4 separate regions of the Mus musculus genome follow, and all the other regions are linked to region 4. The links are chromatin contacts, called in public HiChIP or PLAC-seq and promoter capture Hi-C maps. All regions are on one chromosome and are shown on one strand. The core of a region is the stretch at or near the end of the contact, and the rest is flanking DNA. Distances in the headings are between cores, read along the strand shown.

Region 1 (6,265 bases), core at 261-2,760, 530 kb before region 4:
TATCCCAATACAGTTGTGTTCCTCTTAACATTTTTGGGCTAAACTCAGTGTTTGAAAGGACTTCTTTACAATGCTTACCACATGATCATTCCCTTTTTGAACCCTTGAACTTCTCCTACTTACAAATTTAGTGCTTAACAGTCCCTATTAAGGACAAAGGGAAGGAACTTCATAATAGTGAGCAGCTTTCCTGTCACCAGCACGCATAAGTCACTGTCTCATTTAACTGTCACAAGAGCATAAGGAAGTTAAATAGTTAAATAGTTCTCATCTCAAGTGGAACCTAGAGTCAAGCCACTCACGTAAAAAGAGGCAAGATTTGGTAAGTATCAGGGATAGTACAGGGGCAGGGGGATTCCTCTTCCTATCTTAGAAGAAAAGGAAAACAAATGATCACAAGGCACAGGACACCTATAAACTCTACTGGATCTGTTGTTTTGCATGATCACCTAAAGCTAAGTGTGTGTGTGTTTGTTTGTTTGTGTTTGTTTCTTGTGCACGTCTCTGTGTACATGCATTGCATAGTAGGCCTGTAGAAACCAGATGACAACTTCCAGTCATCTGTTCTCACCATGTCGCATCCAGGAGATCAAACTCAGCTCGTCAGCTTCGGGAGCAAGTGCCTTTGCTTGCTGAATCATTTCATGGCCCCTAAAAGATGAATTAAAATTAACACTAGGAAGTAGACAGCATGTCTGAATTCAGGGAAATTGGAAGTCTAAATTATAACCCATTCACATACCTATGCACTAGGCTCTTCATGTAGACTCTGCATGTGGTGGGATTAAGTGAGTGTTGAACAGAGCCTCTGCCCACACAGCAGCCTCATTCCAAAATTGTACTTTGGGAGTTTTAATCCTTGATTTCTGAATGTTTCTATTCTTTAAACACTTCATGGGGGAAAGAAATGGAGAGGCGGCAGAAAGAAAGGAAGTCTTTCACAACATAGCTGCAAGTGCTGAACTCCAATAGCATGAAAGATGAGGAACGAAGTTCCAGAATCTCCCCAGACAACCTGTCAGGATTGGATTTCAGCTTCCATGAGTAAAAGTCTCAATCCATATAAGAACCCAAGCCTGCACATAGAGCAAACATCAAAGCATGCTCATTGTACAAATTTTCTCTGATATTTAAACAAATAAAGGATTGATGTATTCTAGCAAAAATATTTTCTTCACACATTTTTTAAAATTTTACTTTAAAGCACTTTACCTATATTATAAATTATAAAGAGAGTTGTCGATACCAAGCTTTCCAAAACTCTGCTAATGGAGTTCTGTTTGTATTTTTGGCTACTGTGTTATCGATGTTTTGTCTTACCTTCAGGTAGAAGTAGGTGGAAGTTAAGATTTACCGGTCATTTGTAAGAAACAGAGAGGTACAGAGATGAGTGATGAATTAGACAATGGTTTGACCTGCTGTTACTTCACATGATTCTGAAGTAAATCAAGGGATGACATCAACAGTGAGTCAGATAGAGGATTTCATGGTCACAGATCCTGGTACTAGGGTTATATAAAGTGGGGCTTTAAGGGAACTTGCAGTCGGAGGGAACAGGTTGATGAGCTGCACTCTGCTGAAAGGAGTCTGCACAATGAAATTTCTCATGATGATTGTGTTCTTACAGGTATCTGCCTGTGGGGCTGCTCCCATGAATGACAGTGAATTTGCTGAAGTAAGTATTGACAGCATTGCTCTGGTCCAGCCTGACTGTATCTTTAATAGTTGCTGAATTTGCAAATAGTATGTTGAAAAGTGTGATTCGATTTGAAAATCAGTACAGATTCTCTCTTGTTACCATGTTTTGTTTTCCAGAGAGGATTATAAAGATGAAAGAATGTCATTAAACTGGTGAATAATTGTACCATCTACAAAAAGCTTTGGCTAAATTACTTTAGCTCAATATAATTAGATTACATTTCTAATAGAGTGTTGTGTATTGGTCTCTCACTCCATTTGTCTTTTATTTGAGGTAGTAGTTTAATATCCAGTAATAATGCAAGATTTGGACTTTGCTTAGTCCATGTGACCACTTCAAGATTTTATGATAGTTACAGCATGTTCTCTCTGCGATTTATCTCATATATTTATTCATAAGTATTTTAAGTAAGATGTGAAATTTTACCTTTTTCTAATTAAAAAAACTTGAACATCTATTTTCTAAAATTATATATATATTCCTTTTTTACACAGAATCCTACTGTGTTGTCTAGTCTGGTTTTGAACTTGTGGGCTCAGATGACCCTTCTGTATCGCCCTCCTCAGCAGCTGGCTCTATTTTCTAACATTATTATTACTTTGAATTCATTCAAGTTTTCTACTGTGTCAAGATTTTCCCACTGCTGGGGACTAACCCTAGACCTGCTAGCATGCTAGATAATTGCTGTACCACTAAACTACCTTCCCCAATCAAGTACCCGTATATACTAGATGCTAAAATGGCTCCTTAAAAACCTAGAAGCAGGTCTGAAGAAGGAGAATAATAAATAGTTCTTCCTCTGGAATTTTGGTAATCTGACTAATCATTTATGTTTTAAATAGCGTAGGAAATTATTTTTTCCTCCTTATAATTGATTCCCTAGGTAATAATAATAATAATAATGTAGCCTGTGATTAAAATACCTGGTTCTAGAATATCAGTATACTACTGACCATGTTTGCAGGGTTCCCAGCAGAAACCTGGCTGCATACAACCGTGTGCAATGCTTGTGTTTTATCTAGTGGTACTTGTCAAGATTTTATGATTATGGAAAGGACAGAATTCCAATGACAAAAACAAAAACCAATAGAAACTTCCTAAAAGAAAAACTCCAGGAAATGCAGCAGTTCTTTGGGCTAGAAGCAACTGGGCAACTGGACAACTCAACTCTGGCAATAATGCACATCCCTCGATGTGGAGTGCCCGATGTACAGCATCTTAGAGCAGTGCCCCAGAGGTCAAGATGGATGAAGCGGTACCTCACTTACAGGTAATGTCAGTGTTTGCCCTGGGGAGCTTTTCTACTTACCTATGAGTGTAGCTTCTAGAAACCTAGACCATTTAGCTACAACGTAGTTCTAAATCCAAAAGTAGCCTCTGTAAATTGTTAATACAAATGCATTCGTTAACTTCAGACTGAGGATAAGAGTTCAGATCCCAAGAAGATATGTAAAATCCAGGCATAGTGGCTGTCTGTAATCCCAGCACATGGGAGGCAGAGATAGGGGGTGCTCAGGGCAAGTTGGCTAGCCAGACTAGTAGAAACAGGGGTCTCTGGCTTTGGTTGAGAGACCTCACCTCAATACTGAAAGTGGAGCAGGTTTCAGGAAGATGCCTGAGTCAACTTCAGGCCTCTACATGCATGCACATACTACACGCACACACACATACATGTGGACATACATATACACACAGGCAGATACACACACACACACACACACACACACAATTTATTATCTCTGTGAGGAGAGTTGCTCACTGAAGAAAGACTTTCAGTCATTTGCCTTGTCAGTCAGTACAGAGCAGAGAAGCAGCAAACAGACAGAAAAAGACTAAAAATAAATAAAAGAAAGAAGTCTATACAATATTAAAAATTGATAAATGTGAAATTTTGGCACATTGGGTATTTATGTCTATGAAAGTAAATGCTTCACTATAATTACCAATAAGTCATAAATAAGAGGAAATTAAGTTATATTTTGATTGATGAGAAAATTTTCCAGAGAAAAAAACTATTTTGAACTTTAACACACTTTTCTTACCCAGACTGTCAGTTTGTGAGGAAGTTCTTCCTATGGGCATGGGTGCAGAACTAAGAGACTAGAAAGACAAAATTAACCAGTGGTATCATGTTTATTTCCCTTTCTTTCCCCAACACAGGATCTATAATTACACTCCGGACATGAAGCGTGAGGATGTAGACTACATATTTCAGAAAGCTTTCCAAGTCTGGAGTGATGTGACTCCTCTAAGATTCAGAAAGCTTCATAAAGATGAGGCTGACATTATGATACTTTTTGCATTTGGAGGTATACAATTTACACATCACCTGTGTCATTCATCATGCTGTATGATGTCATCACTCACTATGTTATGCCATTATGTGTGATGACCTGAGATGCCCTGTGACAGATGCAGGTGACTAATGACTTTCTTTCATTTTACAAAGCTCACGGAGACTTCAACTATTTTGATGGCAAAGGTGGTACACTAGCCCATGCTTTTTATCCTGGACCTGGTATTCAAGGAGATGCACATTTTGATGAGGCAGAAACGTGGACTAAAAGTTTTCAAGGTAGGAGAGAGAAAAAAAATTAAACTAACCTTAAAATTTAAGATACAAAAAAAAAAAAAAAAAAAAGCCAGGCGTGGTAGCACATGCCTTTAATTCCAGCACTCGGTAGGCAGAGGCAGGCGGATTTCTGAGTTCGAGGCCAGCCTGGTCTACAAAGTGAGTTCCAGGACAGCCAGGGCTATACAGAAAAACCCTGTCTTGAAAAACAAAACAAACAAACAAAAAAAAAACAAAAAAAAAAAAATTAAGATACGCCGTGATCTCAAAGAATATGTTCTGACAAAGATTACATTATATTATGAAATAACAAATTCTAATTATGTTTGCCTCTAAATCAAATTTAAGATTCTTTATACGTAGTGCAATTTTCCCCATTGTGAATCAGGGATGTTGGACATGATTGTGATAGAGATCATCTCCAAGGACCACTAAGATTCTATGAGCAAGGTCTGCATACTTGGAAATGTGAAAGATTTTAGTTGGGTTTTGGCCAGTAAAATCTATAAACTTAAAAGAACACACTAATTCTGTGTGATCCATCTTATGTTAGCAATTTCTTAGTTCCACGGTGATCCCTAAAGATAATTAGAGAAAATTATAGAAAAAAGATCATTGCAGATCCCTGTGGATCTTGATGTCCTGGAGCCTTGAGGCACCATTTCCAGAATCAATTAGTTGAGACTGTAACTCACTATCCCACTCAAATAATGAGGAGTGAATTTATCTTATCATTCACTATTCATTGTTGTTATTATTGGAGGCAATCCCAAATATAAGAACATTTAACCCATCATCTCAGTACCCTTACTAATATCTCCTGGAAATCCTCAGTTATACAATTCATTCATATGGAATACATAAGGAGAAATTCAAGAACATGGTCTCCCTACTCCAAATCCTCCTTCTCTGGCTGATTTTTCATGTGATATGTAGCTATGTAATTTACATACCCCATGTCTACCACAAAGGTAGACATATACCCTAAAGCTTATCAAAATTTTGATAAGGACATTTGAAGACTATAAGGTGCATCATGTATGACTTACTACTTGCTGAACTACAACTTCTTAACCAGACATAGCCATGTGTCTGAGGTTTTTCCTGGGTTATTTGGGGATTGGGTGTAACCTCTTCATCAACTGATACTGCTTTGGAATCTAATGAACCCTAGAAATAAATGTACATCAATTCAGCTGCTCTCACCTGAGCAGAACAAGCAAAAGTTGGTGACAAGCTTGCACAAAAAGGCAAGGTCTAAAACATGTTCTCTTGGCTCCTGGCCTTATTTTAAAAATTGATTTAATTCTATTTTTTCAAAAAAAAAAAAAAGGCAGCTTTGAAAATTTTATCTATGTGGCCCAGGTTGGCCTAGAACTCATGGTCCTAAGTCATCTTTCTGAATGAATGAATGAACGAATGAATGAATGAATAAAATCATTTCCAACTCCTAGATCTACATTCTAATTTTACTGTTAATCAGGTTTCCTAGAACATAGGAAATGTTTAGGAAGCATCTTTTACTAAACTCAGGTGTCATAAACAGTGAGAAATGTAGTGTACCCTGTGTTTTCCTCATCCAGTGGCACAGAAACCACTGTGTGCTTCACAAGTGAGTAAACAGAATCCACAAGGTGAACCAAACAAATTAGGTGGTTGAACCAAGATTCATATCCCAGCTGCTTGGCTCTAACTACACATTATTAAAAGTAAAGTGGGACCTTTAATCTTATTTAGAATCACAGGTAGAAACATTCACACCAGAATACATTTCATTTGTCTGCCAATGAAATGTTCCATAACTGCAGACAATTTTGGCTCCAAAGGGACTTTTTTTTTTTTTTCAGAAATAGAATTGGTACTTCTAAAGAGTGGTGCAATTAAAGATCTCTAAATTCCTATAACAGAGGATTGCTCTGACAAAACTTATCTAGCCTATAATGTCAACAAAATTGAGCCTGAGAAATGTTCTTTGAAAGAGTAGGGGAATTAAG
Region 2 (6,500 bases), core at 3,557-6,056, 610 kb before region 4:
TGGTGGCATCTCTGGGCTGGTAGTTTTGGGTTCTATAAGAGAGAAGGTTGAGCAAGCCAGCGGAGGCAAGCCAGTAAAGAATATCCCTCCATGACTTCCATCAACTCCTGCTTTCTGACCTGCTTGAGTTCCAGTACTGATTTCCCTTGGTGATGAACAGCAGTATGGAAGTGTAAGCTGAATAAATCCTTTCCTCCCTAACTTGCTTCTTGGTCATGATATTTTGTCCAGGAATAGAAACCATGACTAAGACACTAGGGTATAGCTTGCTTGAAGTTCAAGTATTCAGTAACCCTGTAGCTAGCATGAACTTTATGCCTCAGGGGTGGGGGGAGGGCATGAAGGCTGGACCTCAATATTCAGTGACCCTGTAACTAGGCATGTGTTTTAACCTCCAGCCATACAGAAGGCTGCACTTGTTTGAAATTCTCTGAACTGAGAGGTTAGAAACAATGAGAAGTTGAGTCCCTTGACCCTAACAACATAGGACAGGATTTATCCAACTTGAAAAAAAACATTAAAAAAAAATGTATGCATGTCATTGATGTCATTCCCTCTACCCAAATGCCCTTTGTTCTTCCCTCTGTCAATCCAAGTGCCAAATTTCTGCAGAACCTGATCAATATTCATCCCTGTTACCAATATCTCCCAGACTTCTACATGCACTACCCTTAGTTTCCCCTGTCCCCATTGCCCTGTAATACTGCTTTGTGAAAGTTCTATTGGATTCTGTTTTCTGTCTAGATTACATCTTCTATACTTCTATGTTGTCTCCTGAAACCTTTAATGTTCTTTTTTATGCACAATTGAGGTTCAACATATCTTCACTAATCTTCAGTAATTGCAAATAACAGCCCCAAACGGATGTCAGGGATAATTATTGACTAGGATTGGCCACACTGTACCAGGTAAACTGCTTCTTTAATTATACAATTCCAATTCTTCTTCCTGAGATGAATATTTTCACTTCTAGTTTGCAGGTATTAGAATTGCTATGAGAAGGTGCTATCATTGCTATAGTACAGATTTTAAGTCACACCATCAAGGTTAAATGCAATGCTTATTCTTTTATAGCAATGGTTACTTCGCTCATGCAGAGGGTCTTAACTACTACTGCTGTTAAATATGAGATTTTACAATTATCTACCTTATTTTGAAAACATGTATTAAAATTAAATTATTTTTGCATGTTTGAACTAAGATTTTCTTTTTTAAACCAGTTCTTTCTTTAACTAAATTAAAATGTTAAAATATAAATGACATTATTTCTCCTATCTTCTGCTTCCCTCTGACCACTCATTTTCCCTCTGAAATTCATGGCCTCATATTCTTTAATTATCAATTTTAAATATACATCCAATAAATATATAAGGGCAAACTGTTGTATCTGCTTAGCATTGTTGCATGTGTGTTTTGGGGAATAACCACTGGATAACCAACCATTTAGTGAACTTATTCCCGGGGGAAAGTAATTTATTCTTTTTCACAGTCTTTTATTGTCTGTGCTTTTCATGTACAGGTGTAGCACTATGAGAGTTCCTCCACTGTAGTCGTCCAGCAGCCATGGACAAACTGGGTTTATCTGAAAGGGGGGCTGGAAATGAAAAAGAGGCGGGGGTGGGGGTGGGGTAGAGAAGAATGAAGCCAAGACAAGGTTCTGATCAAGGCTTCAAATTTAGCATTCAGCACTTCATTTATCTAGGGAAAACCCACAGATCCATCCTTTGTTTCAGTTAGACTATGTTGCAAAGCAAGGTCAGTGGGCAGTCTATTCTTCTAAGTTCCTGAGGGAACTTGCATGTGCAGCAAGGCAGATGACTTCGCCTAGGTCATTAAGGTCCACTGTGACAAGCACTCAAGGTCAGTTCAACATGCTCAAGGCTGGAAAGACCCTGTTCAAGGCTGGGGATGGCACACCCCGTCTTTATTGGCATTTTACCTGGTGTTGTCATTATTCAGATCATTGCTTAAACAGCCATATCACTGAAATGTTTTGAGTCATAGCTTCCTGGTCACAGATAGAAGACACATTCTTGCAGCCTACTTCTAAGTCCTCTGACTTTTACAGTATTCCAGACCTCTTCTGCAATGTTTGACATGGGGATTGTGTTGTACCTGCATGGGATTAGGCACCCCAGAGTCAGTTCTCAGCGTTTGGAGTAACTGTGGCTTTCTCTACAGCAAAACTAAATATATATGGGTAGGACTTGATTACTTTTATATCTTGGCACCTTGCATATCACCTTTTCATACTATGAACAACCTTTCTGGTTAAATCCTGCTGCAAGTCCTTGGAGTCCCATGTCCAATAATATCTTCTGTAATAGGAACTTCACTTCAGCTTCTGAGAGGCAACGAAGAGCAGCAGCAATAGCCTATGCTAATTCGGGAATCTCTTGGATTTCATTGACCAACAACTCAAAAGAAGGTTTACATACCCGGTACTGAGATTTTTGTGAGATAATCTATGGCTTTAAGTGGGAGGCTTATAATCCCAAGTAGCAAACGTCATTGAAATTAAATATATATATGCATGTTATATGCATTATGTATGCTTTTAAGTAAATATAAAATAATATGCTTTCCTGTGGCTAACACAAACATTCGTAGCCTTATTTATTTATTTACCCCACCGCCATTTCCTTCTATACTGTCTTCCTTTACCTATTCCTCCTCCATTTCCCCATTTTTTACTTAAATGCCATCCATATCCTTTCCCTCTCTAGAGCTCTTTCTCCACCCTCATGGTCCCATTTTTACTCTCTTAATTTATGAAGTTACTGAGTTTTAAGAAAGTGAACAGGATTTTAGCTAAGTAGCTATGTAGAGGAAGGGCTTGCTGTGTTAGCATGAAGATCTAAATTCAAACCATAGTACCCAGTGAAAAAGCTAGGTGTGGTATTGTGCGCTTAAAATCTTGCAGTGGGGTGGTAGATGAAAGATGGAACTATGACGCTCCCTGGTCCCAGATCCCTGTGAAAGACCCCATCTCAACAAAACAAGGTTGGTAACTCCTGAGCAACAAACCCAAGGTTGATTTCCAGTTTCCACATGCACACATATGTGCACACACATGAGTGAGCATACAGACATCAGCACCATCACTACCACTACACAAAAATAAACAGAACAGAAAAATTCATCTTCTTGTTATCTATAGATTTGTTTTTTTAATTTTCTTTGTCATTGTGGAAATCCCAGGCATGAGTCATACACATAAAATCATTTTAAAGTTTTCCTAAAGGTGTGAGGCATCACCTCTCTGCCCCAAGGACACAGTCTGCGGCCTTAGCATACCTTTTCTATTTTTTTTATTCAGCTGAAGCCACAACTATTGTCTGAAGTTGGAGTAAATGACTCAGATCCCTACATGACTCTTTCTGTCTTAGAAACTTACCAATCCATAAAGAATGTAAATAGGTTTTTAAAAATCTACGCATTCTAAAACAAATCACCAAAATAGACAATTAAAATGATGCTGACAAGTTTCAGCAAGTAAATGCGATCGACTAGACCTGAGGACTTAAGTTTGGTTCCCAGGACCCACAGGTGAGGGAGAAAACAGACTCTGGCAAGTGGTCCTCCAGAGTTCTCTCTACACATGCTCCTCTCCTCACAGAAATAAATAATTGTACTTATAGAAACCTTTAAAAAGATACTATTAAAATAAGAAACCAAATTATATAAAAATGAATAAAATATAAAATATATAGATTATGAAAAATTAAAAATAAAATAGTATTGCTAAAAATGTTTTTTCAGTGCTAAGATCAAACCCCGGACTTCACACATGCCAGCCAGGAACTTAACCGATTTTACATCTCTATCTCTTAGATAATTTTTTCCCAGACTGGGTGCTACTATGTAGCCCCAGCAGGCCTAGAACTTGCTGTGTAGACCAGTCTGGACTTTAATTCACAGAGATCTACCTGTCCTTCCATCTGAGGATGGAAGGTATGTGGTACCATGGCCGGCTAGATCATTTTAAAAGACTCAATTAAAAATCTGTCTCAATAGCTTCAACCCCTAGTAAAGGCAGATCAGCTTTCTGGTGTAGAAGATGCCAATATTTCCACATTATCCTTCATCCTACAATAAACCAACATTTGCACACTAATTCTAAGTTAACTGAGCACAACTAAAGCTTCTCACTGTAGTTTGTATTTGGGAGTGAATATTTTGTATGGAAACTTCATAAATTTTAGCTCATGAATAGATAAAGATTTCCTAGGTAAAATTTCCAGTGTTGTTAATAATATTGTCATGTTCCTAACTAACCTATACTATTATAAAAATTATTTTCCTTGACTTCATAATTCAAAAATATATCTCCCTAAGTTGTACAAAGTCTGTTATAATAATTACATTTTGAATTCTTTCTTTCAATATTTTCATTTACAATTTGACAATTTCCTATATTTATATACTATATTTTTGTCATATCTATCTAGTACTATGTCTCCCCATCTTTCCCTAACAACCCAGCTGCATCACTCTTCCACTTTCATGTCCTCTTTTCTTAATTGTTATTAATAGCCCTCTGACTCCTGCTGGGTGTGGTGGTGCATGACTTTAATCCTAGCACTCGGGAGGCAGAGGCAGGTGGATTACTGAGTTTGAGGCCTGCCTGGTCTACAGGGTGAGTTCCAGGACAGCCAGGGCTATACAGAGACACCCTGTCTCAGAAAAAAAAAAAAACAAAAACAAAAACAAAAAACCCTGAGTCCAATTAGTTCTGCTCATATGTGCATAGATCTGGGACCATCCACTGGTGCATGGGCAAACTAACAGTGGCCATGTCTCTAGAGAAAGTGATTATCCCTCTCAACAGCCATCAGTTACCAATATCTTCCCTGCTGAGGGTGGGACCTCAGAGTCCCTCCGGATCCATGCTGGAATTTGGACTAGCTTGAACTCAAGCAGGTCTTCTGCATCAACTCTAGTTGCTGTACACTGCTGTGTGCAACAGCCATGCTATGTCCAGAACTCAGCATTTTGCAATACTCCATTTACAAACCCTTACATTCTCTCTGTCCTGTCCTCCATGATGTTTCCTGAGTCTTGGTGGGATGCAGGGGGCTAATATAGGTGATTTATTCATGCTAGGCACTCATACATTCTTATAGTCACTGCATTCTCCTCCTCCTCCTCCTCCTCCTCCTCCTCCTCCTCCTCCTCCTCCTCCTCCTCCTCCTCCTCCTTCTTCTTCTTCTTCTTCTTCTTCTTCTTCTCATCCTCTCCCTCTCCCTCCCCCTCCCCTCTCCTTCTCCTCTTCTATTATTATTATTATTATTATTATTATTATATTTACATTCCAGTCATTGCCCTCCCTCTTGGTCCCACCTCCCACAGTTCCTCATCCCATTCCTCTCCCCCCACCATCCTCGGAGTGAGTGCTACCCCTCCACTCAGCCTCTCCACTTCTCTAAGGCCTCAAGACTCTCGAAGATTAAGCTCATCTTCTCCCACTTAGGCCTGGTCAGGCAGACCTCTGCTATATTTGTGCTAGGTGCCTCAGACCAGCCTACATAACCTCTTGGTTAGTTGCTCAGTCTCTGAGAGCTCCCTGGGGTCTGGGTTGGTTGAGACTGCTGATCTTCCTCTGGGGTCACTCTGGGCCTCAAGCTGAGGGACAGGGTTACTAATCCACAGTCAAAATTTCTGACCCAAAGTTGTTCCTATCCAAAAGAACTACGGGTTCAAAGATGGAGAATAGACTGAAGGAAAGATGGTCCAATGACTGGTCCAACTTGAGATCCATCTCACGGGACTGGGGTTGGGGGCACCAAGGCCTAACACTATTACTGATGCTGTGATGTGCTTACAGAGAGAAGCCTAGCATGGCTGTCCTCTGAGAAGCCCTACCAGCAGTTGACTGAGGCAGAAGCAGATACTTACACCCTGCCATTGGACTGAAGTCAGAGAACCCTAAGGTTGAATGAGGGGAAGGATTGAAGAGGTTGAATTATTTTAAGCAGTTTTCATGTTAATATTTCTCATCTCAAGTTATATGTTATGATGATGTCATTTTTTGCTTTCTAGATTATTTCTTGAATTGATTGGGAGGTAGAATTACAAGAGATGCCCTGTGAAGCTCAAGGATGCGCCTATGAAGGTTAGTCATCACTGAAGGTAGAAGGTAGTAGGCTGAATGTGATAGAGCTTAGCTGGACTGAACCAGGAGACTATCTTTGGCTTTTACACCTGATATTTGAGAATGTCCCTTGACCTCATTCCCACATTTTGAGGAACTTCAGTGCCTTTCTTGGCACTGTAAGAGTCCCTGCCCCCAATGAAATGACTAGGTCCCCTAATAAGAAGATGAGTAACACTGAGGCCAACTGGTTCAAAGGAATTAATCTGGATGAGACAAAGTACCCTGGAGCCAATGAGACATGCTGATGGGTGTCTGCATGTTTACTCATTATGCAATGTGCTGAAAGCAATCTGAAGTCACACGCTGTCAGGTGCAGGACTTTCCAGAGCTGTGGAAAGTATTA
Region 3 (6,433 bases), core at 210-2,709, 630 kb before region 4:
AGTGACACACACAATAACACACAGTGACACACATGTAGTCACACACACACAGTGACACACACAGTAACACACACAGTGACACACATGCAATGACACACACAGTGACACACAGTAACACATGCAGTGACACACAGTGACACACACGCAGTAATACAAGCAGTAACAGAAGTAGTAACACACACCAGGTAACACACAAAGTAACACAAAGTAACACACTCACTGTAATGCACACATGGTAAAGCACATGTGGTAATGCACACAAGGTAACATACATGCACACACAGTAACACACAAGCCTCTCAGTTGCTTTCTGCACTCCTTTCCAATGGAGCGCTCTAGCTCGGCCTGTGGAGCTTTTTCATAAGCACTATAAACATTGAAATCTCAAGTGTAGCTTTTCTTACTTCTATAATCACAGAAAATTCATTTCAGAAACAAGAGGGAAAAAGAGAATTTTTTTTCAATGTTCTCTCCTAGGAAAAATATTCGAGTTTGGTGAGAACTGTCCTGTATAATTAGTGGACAAAGTTAGTGATTTGATTAAGTATTGCAAATGAAAACAGCCCAACTCTTTCTTTAGAGAGGCAGAAGTGGAAGGATCTTCCCGGAAGAGCCCTGGGGTCTCACTAAGTATATTCTTCCTAGATAATTACTAGGATTTCAAAAAGGAAGACACAAAGTTGAAGGGACTTGTACATTTGGAAAGAGTTTATATTTTAGGGGGGAAAGGTTAAGAAACAATTCCAGCTCTAGCTTTAGAAACCCAACCATGTACCACACAGACCTCAGCAATTTTCTCTACAAGCCAGCTCACACCACATTGAGGTGTCAGCCTCCCCTCCCTCTTAACAAGACCAGCGGAAGCACTTCTCTCCTCTCCTCAAGCATTTTAATCTGGCTCAAGTGATGTTAGTATGATACTCCAGAACAATCTCCTGTTTTGCACTTATCCTTTGGAAAAGTCCTGTACAGAGCTGAAGATATTACTCAGCAGTTAAAGGCATGCATTTCTCCTGTAGAAGACCCAAGTTCAGTTACCAGGGTTCACTTTAGGCAGCTCATAGCTGTCTGGGACTTTAGCTACCTTGTGTGGCTATCTCAGACACCCATGCCCATATGTCCCTGCACCTCTCTCTCTCTCTCTCTCTCTCTCTCTCTGTGTGTGTGTGTGTGTGTGTGTGTGTGTGTGTGTGTGTGTGCACATGCACATTAAGTAAAATCTCTTAAAAACTTCTTGTGAGATATCTGTATCTGTCTAGCACCCATAGGTAACAACAAGAAGGGGAAAACCATCTCTTTGCTAGTCTGCACAAACACATCAAACTTTCTGGATAAGGGGGTTTGCCCTAGTTACTAAGTTTTGGATATCCCAGCATTGCAGACAAGTTTCCCAGCAGGTCATCTTTTGACTAATTTGATTATTATACCCACTTCCTGCTGTAAAGGTACTTCCTACCACAGCCCAGAAAACCTACTAGTTCCTGTGTATGTGACTCACCTGCCTCTTCCTTTTACTCATTCTCTTCTTAGCCTTGCTTGAATTTCTTCCTTATGTTTCTTCTTTATGGTATTTCCTTTCTTGTTTCGAAACACTCATTAAAATCCCTGTCAGACTCCCCGGTCAACCCTGCCTTGCTCTTCATGGACTCCCTGTCAAACCTCCCTCTATCAATTAGAATTAGATAGAATAAATTAGACATTAAATGTAAGCTGATCTTGATTCTGCTTCTAGTAGAGAGTTTGAGCCTGGAATATGGCTTAGAAGTTATCCAGGGTAGTTACTTCATTTTTCTAAAAGAAAACAGATGTAGAGAAGCTACCCCAGATGAAGAACTCCCATTTCCTGGCTCCAGTTGATTCCTTTCTACATTCTATCTCTTTAACAGCCCAGTTATTTTAATCTGGCTAAAATGGCTCAATCCAACCAGCTGTGAGCTAAGGTTAGAACTCCTGACTCTCATCTTCCAGTCAGTGTTGATACTGGGAAGTTATTTTATCACTGTAAGCTTTGCTTTCTCCAGTATGGTATAGTGAGAATGGTCACCTCATGATATGATTATGAGACTCCACCAAGATGATCTCTGTACCTGATATGTGATGTGGTCCTAATATTAATGGTGCTATGGATGGCAATGAATGTGGGCAAGAGCAAACTAACTTGGTACTCAATTGTCCTTGTTTCTCTCTATCAGTCTCTGGTTCTCCACTTGCATCCCTCAACTTCCTGCTCTTCCTTCTGATGCCTTCACAAAAGGCACTTTGCATTCTGACTTTGGCCTAAGGTATGAAGGTCCAAAACAATGGAACTGGTAATGTTAGAGTTAGCCTCAGAGAAGAAGAGTTGCTATGGCCTGCCTGTTTGAGATTACATTATGAAACTTGATCCTTCCTTTCAGAGAAAAAGAAGTTTTGTAGTTAGAGCTAAACTACAGAGGTTAAACTATAATTAAGTCCCAAGGTGTTAGGGGCCTTGAAGTGAAATTGGTTGGAGGAGGAAGAGCTAAGCCTGGACTTAAAGATCAGGGAAGATGTTTATTGATAGGGACTGAGACCTGAAGTCTCATGAAGTGGAGAAGGGGAAAGTTCATACTTAGACAGTAGTTATTTCAAAGAGTAGTATGACTGATAGCATAATGTCACCATGGACTTTTCTGTTTTGTTTTGTTGTGTTGTGTTGTGTTTTGTTTTGTTTAAGAAAGAGCTTCATTATGTAACCCAAGTTGGAAAAGGCAGTCCTGAAATAGAATTTGAACAATATATCAGTTATCCAGAAATAAAATGTTAGCGAGTACACCCAAGGCAGGGGAAAGAGCACACACACGCACACACACACACACACACACACACATTCAACAAGCAACATGTTGTATGCTAGAAAGAAATGATTCACTATTTAGAAGACGTGAGTGGAGAATGTATCAGGTATTGGAGGACATTGGTTGCCATGATAACAGTCTTGGATAATAACCTCATGTGACGGAGAAGCTGTAAGGCATTTGAGCCAAGGAAGGCAGTGTTTATATTCTTTATCAAGGTACATCAGCTCTAGTCAGACTCCCTCATGTGGATGGCACATTGAGACTGAGTGGACAGGTCTGGAGGCTAACACACGGGCAAATTGAGATGGATTTTGAATTAAGGAGTGACACCAAGAGATAAAAGTGGCAGGCCTTAGAAATATTATGTATGTGGGTGCTGATGAAAAACAAGATTATGATAACTTGGGAGACCAGTGTGTGCTGGCATGTTTTACCATCTCAGCAACACAGAGCTCCATGGTTATCATCATCAGTGATGAAGATGATGGATGTAGCATAACAAACTGAATCACTATCGTTATCATTATCACTAGTGGGGAGACAGTAATCACTTACTTTTGCTTTCTTCATGCTTTTACTACAATACACATATTAAGTGCACTCTCTGATCTGTCACCAGACAGCCTCTGCTCCTCCCTTCTTTCTCTCTTTTACTACACGGCCTATGTCACTACCTAGCATGCTCACTATATTTGTCATCGATTAAGGTTACTGAATTGAATGTAAAATGTCCCCCTCAGGCTCCTGTGTTTGAACACATGGCCCCCAGATGGTGTCACTGTTTTGAGAAGTTGCTCTTTAGAGGTAAAGCCAAGCCAGAGGAGGCAGGTGGTTTGAAGGTTTAGAGCCCAAACCTGTTTCACAACCTGTCTCTGCTTCCTGGTACGCTGAGATGGGAGCAGTCAGAGTTGCTTAGCACCATGCCTTCCTCCCATTGATGGACTCTATCCTCTCAAACTGTAAGGCCAAATAGATCCTTCCTTTATTAAGTTGCTTTCTCCTCTTGTATTTGATCAAGAAAATTATCGAATATGCACACTAAATTATAACCCTCATAAAGATAGACACGTTTCTTCCTATCCCCATTACCTAGAAAATACTTGGATTCCTATTGTCATTCACTAAATACTTGAGGAGTGAGAGACAGTAAGGATGGGTTAAGGATCAATAGCTGATTTTATGATCTGCTCAGAGGCAGTTGAGAAGCAACCTACCTACTCATGGTGACTTCTTTGGAAGCTCCTACTCCCTGCCAGCTGAAGCTCAGTCTAGCATGTCTCTCCCTCCTTCCTTTCCTCTCAGGCAGGCTGTCCTTTTGCTTTACAGTCTATGTAGTTTCACAATTTTATGACTGTGGTTAAGATTCCTGGCAAAATTGAAACCGCTGGGGATCTAACCTATAGTTTTAGAGAACATAAACAGATACCCTGGTCAACTCTTGGTTACTTTATTTATTTATTTATGGCTGGGCAAATCGTAGTTAAAAACCAAAAAAGTATGACATTTGTTTGGAATCTGAGTAACTGGTCTTCAAATTTCCCACCATAGCTGGTAGAAGAGAGAAGAATGTGACAATTTAGAATGTGAAAGTTATTTTTTAAACAAGCAGTTTGGAAAGATTTTCTTTTTTTGTTTTTTGTTTTTTGTTCTGTTTTTGTTTTTGTTTTTGGGTTTTTTTAATGTGCTTTTTTCTCTCATATGTTTCAGGGGGTAAAAAGTGGAATTGCCTTTTCAAATGAGTTTTTTACTTGTACCTTCAATTCACCCCCTAAGCCCTGAGCATGCTGTAGCCCTCGTGAGTCCAGGCCTTGACTGCTGGAAGGAGGCCCTTGCCTCTGGCTCTGCTCTTGCCCCAACCATTCTATTCTCTTCACACAGTGCTGATTATTACTGTGTTCACTTGCATAGAAGATCACTGCAGACATGCTGATCTGCCAGACAATGAACCCACAGTAGGTTAGTCGGACTTCATACCAGTGATTAATATACAACTTAACACATGGCATCATTCAAAAATCTTTTATGTTTTCCTATAGTCTATGGAATATAATATCAACCCATTTCAGTGTTATTTCAAGTAGTTATTTCATTCAACATGCTTCCATAAAACTCACCTCCTCCTGCTTTCTGTTTTTCCTATTACCTAGTGTATAAAGAAGGGTCATGCCATAATCCTGTTTACCTGAACAGAAGTTATTTCTTCCTGATGTGTGGTACTCAAATCTCTCATGGACTGAACCTTGGCCACAAAGTTCAGCATAACTTAAATCGATCATTTATAAAAACACGTGTCTTTTAGAAAGGTGAAAAGTGTTTGTTCTTTTACCCAAAGCACACATTCTTCAAATCAAACTGATATTCTGTAATGGCTTGTTCTTACTGATGGATGCTTATTGCGCCCTGAGATCACTGGGACACTCACACTGGCAACTTTAGTTGTGTTCCTTTAGTGTAGCATTCCAGGTCCACCTTGCTATTCCATTCTTGATTAAACCCATGCAATCCTTCATGCATTATCAATTTAATTGGACAACTACTTCTGACACAGTTCCCCGCTTTTCCAGGCCCACCCCTTTGTCTTTTGTGTTTACAAAGGGCACTACCTACCCTCCTTCTAGAGCAAGCAACACAGTTAGACTCGAGGAAGAGAATTGAGTGCATTTTCTACTGTTGGAGACTGGGAGTACTTTTTCCACTCCTGGTTTCTATATGGAAGAATTTCCCCCTCAACTCTACAAGTTCCTTACTATTCAGCTTTCTTCTCTTAACATCAATGGCCTTGGTGAGTGACAGCTGTGGCTCCATGTTTCTAACCTGATGGTGTTAGCTATCAGTAATCCTAGTGCTGCACATGTGGTCTTTGCCCATGCCCACTCTACTTTGACCATTGGAAATAGAGGCCTACGGCATCCCGAAGTCTCAGACCCCTGTTGAGCTATTGCAAGGACTGCATTAGGAAGAGAAAAACAGGAAGCTTATGTTAGCTTCCAGACTATGTGTGTGAGGGCTAATTTATGTTATCAGCTTCACTACTTTGGGAATCAACTAAAACCCAAATAGCTGGGCATGCTTCTGAGAGATTTTCTTGATTGGATCACTTGAGATGGGAAGACCAACCCTAAATTTAGGCCACACCTTCTGGTGGCAGTCCATAACATTCATGAGTTAGAGTGCTCTTGAAGCAGTATCTCCCTCTCCCGTGTGCAGGAGTGGCAAGGTACCCATGGTGACAGGTACACCCTGGAGATCTTTTCATGCAGACCTAAAGGTCAAAGCCATTGCCAGAGTGTGATAATATAAGAAACCACATTAGCATCAGTATGTTAATCTTGTCAGTGTCAAGTTCTCTATTTTCTAAGTCAGGGCATTAGCTGTACTTCTCCTTATTATAAGCACCCAACAAAAGCAATTTAAGGATGGAAGGATTTATTTAAGCTTCCAGTTTGAGAGCAAAGTCCATCATTTAAGAAAGGCATGATAGCAGGATTGAGAGGCACCTGGTCCCACTGTATCCGTAGTCTGAAATCAGTAAGATACTGCCTTCCCCTTTTGCTTTAGCCTGGTGCCCAAAGTTATGAATGGTGCTACTTATATTTTCCATGGGACTTTCCCCA
Region 4 (6,550 bases), core at 2,740-5,239:
AGGGGCACATGAATAGCACATCCAAGGCCTGACTACAATCGCAAGCACAGAGAGAATAATGCTGCACTGGGTACCATCAGCCAAGATATTGCACACAGAAGCCATAAGTGGCAGACCAGATAGCATGCACATGCTCACAGCGCAAGCGCCCTCAGCAGGTGCTCTTAACCACCTGGCATCTCTCCAGCCCCACTTTTCTGAAATCTTTCAGTGATTTCTCAACAGGTCCAGTTTACCCTTCTCATGTGCCTCTTTATGTTTTTGTTTGCTTTCTGATTGAGACACTCACCCTATAGCACAGACTGGCCTGGTAACTCACTCTGTAACCCAGGTTGACCTCAAACTCACAATAACATTAAGTTATTGAGTTCTGAGGTTACAGGCATGAGCCAGTAACTCAGCTTGTAATCATTTTTATTAGAATTACTAATGTGTACTGATACACACACACACCCTCTCCTGTCCCTCCCACACCTCCATTGTTTTTTAACAGTTCCTCTTTGGAGAAATGAAGGCGCACTTGTATTTATACATCTATCTTTCTTTTTTTCTTTTCTCTCTCTCTTTTTTTTTTTTTTTTTTTGCTTAACATGATTTCCTGTTTCATCTATTTCTTCAAATGATACCATTTAATTTTCTTTACAGCTGAATAGGATTTCAATGTATACACACACACAACACACACACACTTTTTCTTTGTCCTGTTAACAGGCATCCATTTTGTCCCATAGTGAATACTGACACAATAAACAGAGTGTGGTGATTTGAATAAAAATGGCCCTCATAGGCTCAAGCATCTAAATGCCTAAGTCCACAGTCTCGGTGGGCGGCTTAAGAAGGATTAGGAGATAGATGTATCCTTGGAGGAGGAGGTGTGTGACCTAAGAGTGGGCCACGCCTGGTCTAGTCTCCCTCCCCTGTTCCTCTCCTCTCCCTTTCCCGTCCCCCCCACCCCCACCCCCTCCTCCTTTTCCTCTTCCTCCTCCTCTTCCTCCCCCTCCTTCTCTTCTTCTTCTTCTTCTTCTTCTTCTTCTTCTTCTTCTTCTTCTTCTTCTTCTTCTTCTTCATCTTCCTCTCTCTCTCTCTCTCTCTCTGCCTGCCACCTATGGATCAGGCTGTAGCTCTCAGCTCCTGTGTTTGTATATGCTTGGCTCAGGAAGTGACATTATTAGAATCTGTGGCCTTGTTGGAGTAAGTGTGTCACTGTGGGTGTGGGCTTTAAGATCCTCATCCTAGCTGTCCAGAAGCCAGTATTCTACTAGCAGCCTTCAGATGAAGATCTAGAACTCTCTGCTCCTCCTGCACCATGTCTGCCTGGATGCCAGTGTGTTCCTCCTGGATGATAATGGACTGAACCTCTGAACTTGTAAGCCAGCCCAACTAAACGTTGACCTTATAAGAGTTGCCTTGGTCATGGTGTCTGTTCACAGCAGTAAAACCCTAACTAAGACATACTGCTCCAGCACCCGCTTGCATGTTGCCACGTGGTGATCATGGACTTCCCCCTGAAACTGTAAGCAAGCCTCAGTTAAATGCTTTCCTTTATAAGTTGTATTGGCCATGGTGTGTCCTCACAGGAACAGTGCAGTGACAGGGTACTCAGGTATACTCCTCCATGTGCCTGCCAAGGAGCAGTAGAGCTCAGTCCTATGGTGGTTCTGTTTTCAACCTTTCGAGGGTCTGTTCCACTGATTTCCTTAGAGGTTAGACTAGTTTGTGTCCCCAGCAACAGACGCAATTGTTTTCTCTACATCCTGAGCCGAATTTGTAGAAATAACCCTCAGTCCTTCCAAGATCACTGTTTCATTCAGCTGGCTCCGTTCCTCACTAGGTGAGGCCCTCAGCCTGCCTTCCTTTGCCTGCCCTCTGTTCACAGGTCTATTGGCCACCTCAGAGAAACAAGTGCCCCTTCATGGGCCCTCCTACTACTCTGAAGGACTCTTCTTCATATTTCCTCAAACCCCGCAGGGTCCTTGTCCCTCTATACAGTAATGCTGAAGTCTCTACTCCAGCCACTCCTGAGTCTGGCAAGCCGGCAGAACATTTGTTTATGAACCACATTTCCACACAGACAGCCAGTCCGTGTGCCAGCACCTTTCCCTCTCCATACTCATAAAATAAAATTTGCTTCCTCTTAGGCCTGTTCTGATCCCTGCCCTAGTCCACATCAGTGTGTAGGAGCCCTCTTTCTTTCCAGTGGTTCCTTATAGATGAGCTTGGCACCCCAGTTTCTTCTCTGCTTACACTACCATGTCCAGTAGACCCAGAGACTATTGTGTGCCCCCACCCTCTGGAGCAATTAGCTGTGCCATCTTCCTCCCTCCACCTTGGACCATATCTCCTACAGAATAGGAAATAAGCTTTAACCTCTGTAGTAGCTGCAGCTACAGTGCCTAGCTGCTGTTGTGTGAGACACACAGCCCAGACTGACCTTGGACACCTGATCCTTCAGCCTCCACCTCCCAAGTGCTAAGATTACAGACCTGCACTACTAACCCCAGCAAACACTGGCATGGAAGAATTTCTTAGCACAGCTGGCTGTGCCCAGCATGTTCATGGCACTTTCATTTGTTAATTTCCCCCTATTACTGCTAACTTGACCTCGTGGCAATTTACTCCCATGCTCTGGAGTCTCACATCACAGGATTTCAAGAGAGTCAGTCCCTTTTCCACCAACAGTGTAATGTTGGGCAAGAAAACCACCAAGTGGCCAGACACGCCCCTAATCCCATTACCCTGGAGGCAGAGGTGGGTAGACGTCAGTGTTTCCTTGAGTTCAAAGCCAGCCTGTTTACTTATCCAGTTCCAGCCCAACCAGTGCTCCATAGTGAGACTAAGAAAAGCCACTCGTGCCTCAGTTTCCTAGGTGCGAAAAGGGGATAGTAATGGCACCTGCTTTTTACAACGGATGATCAGAACCTGGCTTGGGGCAGACAGAAACGACTCCAGAGATTTACCGGCTAGATTAAGAGCACTGCTGAGAAATTGAGTACAGTGACTCAGGCCTATAATCCCAGCACTGAAGGGGTTAAGGCAGGAGGATTTTTCCGAAGTTCAAAGCCCCAGTCAGCTATAGTGTGAAATGGTCTCTGACACACCCATCACTCCTTTAATCCAAGCACTTGGAAGGCAGAGGTAGGCAGATTTCTAAGTTCGAGGCCAGCCTGGTCTACAGAATGAGTTCCAGGACAGCCAGAGCTACACAGAGAAACCCTGTCTCGAAACACCCCCCCCCCCCCAAAAAAAAAGAAAGAGCTGTAGTGTTTTCCTGAGCTGGCCACCAAGAAAACAACCATGAGCTTTCCACAAGCTCATCCTTAGACGCCAGAGTTCTCACTGTGTCAAGTCTCCCAGATGCCTCCCGCAGCAGCCTAATTAAAATGCAACTTCTCGGCACCTACGCCTCACTCAGAAAGTCAGAGACCGGAAAAGACTCAGAAAGTCGAGCTCCCGCAAGCGGGGAGGGGGTGGGGGGAGGGGGGGCAGCCAGGGTCAGCGTGGCCAACCTGTAGGTCGCCCTCCCGCAGGACCACCGATGCATAGAAACGGGTTTTGCAGGTTCTCCTTCGGATCTAGTCACCCCGGTGATCCTCGAGCCACTACGGGGACCCTGGCTGGATCCCCACGCGCGCGCGTACTCACCGCAGCCCACTTCCTAGGCTCTGAACGCCAGCAATGACCTCTGATCTCCGGGGGTGGCACCCTCGCCTGGCCTGTGGGGTGTGGCTGGGTGGCGCGATACCTTTAAATCGTCCCCAGCTAGGCCTTAGCCACTGCCCCCACCCTGCCCGGCTCAGGGCTGCTCAGACCTGCGGTGCTTTCCTCCAGGGCTCCGGGGAACTCCAGGGTGAAAACCAGACGCACTTCCTCCTCACCCTTGGTGGCCACCCTGGCTGGGGATTTCCGTGGCTCTTCTGTGCGTGACTTCCTGGACCCAGCTCCTCTTCGTGTCATTTACTGAAAGTTTTTACTTGAAGGCTCTTGGCTCTTACAAAACATTGAAAACAGATGTGCAGCCTGTGAGTTCCGCCTTAAGAGGCCTATCCCCACCCCACCCTCACCGCGCTTCCCTCCTGCAGCCTCCAAGTCCTTCACTGTAAAAAAAGAGCCACAACTGTCCGGAATATAACTGCTAAGTTAAAAAAGTAAGACGTTAGGAGGAAAAAAACCCGAGTAACTCTGTAAAAGTCTCTGGTTTCACTTTTTGTTTTTATCAAGAAAGAGAGCTGAAAGGAACATTTGTTAAAAACAAACAAACAAACAAAACAAAACACGTATGGATCTCAATTTCAGGTTATTTTTATTATTTCAAAGATCAGAACTACAGCTGCGGGTAGCAGCAAATGCCTTTAATCCCAGCACTCAGAAGGCCGAGGCAGGAGGATCTCTGTGAGTTCCAGGCCAGCCTGGGCTACATAGTAAGACTTTGTTTTTTAAAAATGCTAGAACCACACTGATTCTTGTATTTGAAAGGTGTGATTGTGGGCCGGAGACGTGGCTAAGCAATTAAAAGTACTTGCTGCTCTGGTAGAGGACCAAGGTTCTGCTCCCAGCATTCACAAGATGGCTCACAGACATCTGTAACTCCAGTTCCAGGAGATCCATTGCGGCCTTCTGGCCTCTTCAGGCACTGCACCTGTATTCGCACAGGCGTGAGGCAAAACACCTGTACACATATTTAATATATAAATACGTTTTAAAAAATATTTTGAAAGGGTTAGAGAGATGGCTCAGCAGTTAAGAGCACTGACTGCTCTTCCAAAGGCCTGAGTTCAAATCCCAGCAACCACATGGCTTACAACCCTCTGTAATAAAATCTGACTCCCTCTGCTGGTGTGTCTGAAGATAGCTACAGTGCACTTACATATAATAATAAATCTTTAAAAATATGTTTTTTTAAAAGTCTGGGGTTTTTGTTTTGTTTTGTTTTTTTTGTCCTGATCTGTTTTAGTGGTTTTTTTTTTCTTGTATTTTTGTTTAGTTTTTCCTTGTCAAATTTTGTTTTATAAACAGGATGAATAAATCTAGAAAAACAAAATTCCTTCTTTTAGCTTTTTCTCTTTCAAGGGAAGGTGCTTAGCTATATCAATGTTCTTGTAAAAACTTGACTCTTGCCAGGCAGTGGTGATGCATGCCTTTAATCCCAGCACTCAGGAGGCAGAGGTAGATGGATATTTGTGAGTTCTAGGCTAGCCTGATCTACAGAGTGAGTTCCAGGACAGCCAGGCTACACAGAGAAACTTTGTCTGCTTTCCTCCATCTTCAGCCAATTAGCATCAGACTTAAGGAGACATAATCTAGCGGTGAGAAACCTGCCCTGGTCAATCTAGAGATAAAATGCCTTATTGTGGGCTCAGCTGAGAGGGACCACAGTTCCAACAGGAGCTCTAGTAGAAGAACTTCGTTTGTGATCATATAGAGATTTCCACCTACTTTCAAGCCTCTATCTGAGAGCAGAATCACACCTGTGAGAGCAACAGACTCCCTTGCAACATTTGCACAATTTTACTGTGGGCCTTTATTATTAGTAGCATTAGCATTAGCATTAGCATTAGTATTATTAAGCAAGTTGTAGAGCCAAGCCAGTGATGTGGAACTTGAGAAGCTGGAGCAGTGGACAGCCTCCAACTGAGCCTGGAACAGAGTTAGACTATGCCTGAAAATAGATAGTACTTAAGATCCATTACTTTCAGCCAGGCAGTGGTGGTGCACGCCTGTAACCCCAGCACTTGGGAGGCAGAGACAGGTGGATCTCTGAGTTCGAGGCCAGCCTGGTCTACAGAGTGAGTTCCAGGACAGCCAGGACTGCACAGAGAAACCCTGTCTCGAAAAACAAAACAAACAAAAAAACAAAACAAAACAAAAGATCCATTACTTTCTGGATAAACTCTAATGTATATGAGCAGGGACAGTATATCTCTTGTTAGATGCTTTATTCTAGCATCAACAGGGTACCTGTACATAATAGCTGCTGAGCATCTTGATATCTTGATTAATAAATTGAGCTAACCAATCTTCTGGGTTTTCTCCATTCTCGACCTGCATTTAAACCTTCAGTAGTAGCTCACTAAATAGCCATCTAAAAATATTATTAATTTATTTTCAAGTTATGTGTATTGTGTGTTGTGTGTGTGTGTGTGTGTGTGTGTGCAGGAGTGCAATGCTCACAGAGGCCAGAAAGGTCAGCAGATGCCCTAGAACTGCAGTTATGAAGGGGGGTGTGACTGCTGGGAACAGGATTCTGGTCCCCTGCAATAGCATGCTCTCTTGAGTGCTGAGCCAGTTTCCAAACCTAAATAGGCTTTCAGACAGACATTATTAAGGAAACATTTGAAGAAAGTAGAGAGATGGACATATAACCTTCATTCACTCTGTTCAGCCAGTTATCTTCTGCTGTCAGTATGAAAGCCAGGCTGAATGCTCCCAGACCCTGGCTTGACACCCCATGACACATCCCAGGTGTTTTATTAAATAATTGAAAATATTTCTCCCTCAAAGGCTGTCATGATTTCTTCCTGAGGATTTCACACCACAAAATACCATAAAAAGT

Evidence for each region. Promoter capture Hi-C pulls out the DNA fragments that hold promoters and counts their contacts. HiChIP or PLAC-seq counts read pairs in DNA pulled down with a chosen protein or histone mark.
Region 1: an H3K27ac HiChIP or PLAC-seq map of bone marrow-derived dendritic cells shows a contact between it and region 4, with 2.9 times the contacts expected there. The contact joins the promoter of Mmp12 here to the promoter of Birc3 in region 4. A contact is called at or near these places in 2 of 39 promoter capture datasets (the C10 cell line and hippocampal neurons), 2 of 115 datasets of contacts at active chromatin or transcription factors (bone marrow-derived dendritic cells and bone marrow-derived macrophages) and 1 of 9 other capture datasets (macrophages).
Region 2: a promoter capture Hi-C map of pre-B cells shows a contact between it and region 4. The contact joins the enhancer-like site here to the promoter of Birc3 in region 4. A contact is called at or near these places in 6 of 39 promoter capture datasets (the 3T3-L1 cell line, the C10 cell line, cranial neural crest and 3 more), 1 of 15 datasets of contacts at CTCF or cohesin (CD8 T cells) and 5 of 115 datasets of contacts at active chromatin or transcription factors (the 230-238 cell line, CD8 T cells, bone marrow-derived dendritic cells and 2 more).
Region 3: a contact with region 4 is called in a CTCF HiChIP or PLAC-seq map of CD8 T cells, with 6 read pairs. The contact joins the enhancer-like site here to the promoter of Birc3 in region 4. A contact is called at or near these places in 4 of 39 promoter capture datasets (the C10 cell line, embryonic stem cells, hippocampal neurons and 1 more), 1 of 15 datasets of contacts at CTCF or cohesin (CD8 T cells), 1 of 484 Hi-C or Micro-C datasets (Th1 cells) and 11 of 115 datasets of contacts at active chromatin or transcription factors (the 230-238 cell line, CD8 T cells, bone marrow-derived dendritic cells and 7 more).

Annotation. Positions count from the first base shown.
Region 1 is chr9:7,345,864-7,352,128 of GRCm38.p6, forward strand. Mmp12 (matrix metallopeptidase 12) reads left to right here and starts at 1,511. Exons shown (of 10, transcript NM_008605.3): 1 at 1,511-1,675; 2 at 2,722-2,969; 3 at 3,860-4,008; 4 at 4,149-4,274. The coding sequence starts at 1,562.
Region 2 is chr9:7,255,360-7,261,859 of GRCm38.p6, forward strand. It overlaps Gm31639 (a long non-coding RNA gene), which reads left to right and starts at 190. Exons shown (of 5, transcript XR_379095.2): 1 at 190-908; 2 at 2,328-2,441; 3 at 6,043-6,115. Within about 2 kb of position 4,807, at least 12 of the 459 cell types and tissues checked have an H3K27ac peak or open chromatin away from gene starts, as enhancers often do. A contact at or near this core is called in pre-B cells and pro-B cells, where this site is marked.
Region 3 is chr9:7,238,747-7,245,179 of GRCm38.p6, forward strand. No RefSeq gene overlaps it. Among named protein-coding and RNA genes, the nearest start is that of Gm31639, 14 kb to the right of the region's middle. Within about 2 kb of position 1,460, at least 22 of the 459 cell types and tissues checked have an H3K27ac peak or open chromatin away from gene starts, as enhancers often do. A contact at or near this core is called in CD8 T cells, Th1 cells, effector CD8 T cells and 1 more, where this site is marked.
Region 4 is chr9:7,869,181-7,875,730 of GRCm38.p6, forward strand. Birc3 (baculoviral IAP repeat-containing 3) reads right to left here and starts at 3,990. Exons shown (of 9, transcript NM_007464.3): 1 at 3,643-3,990.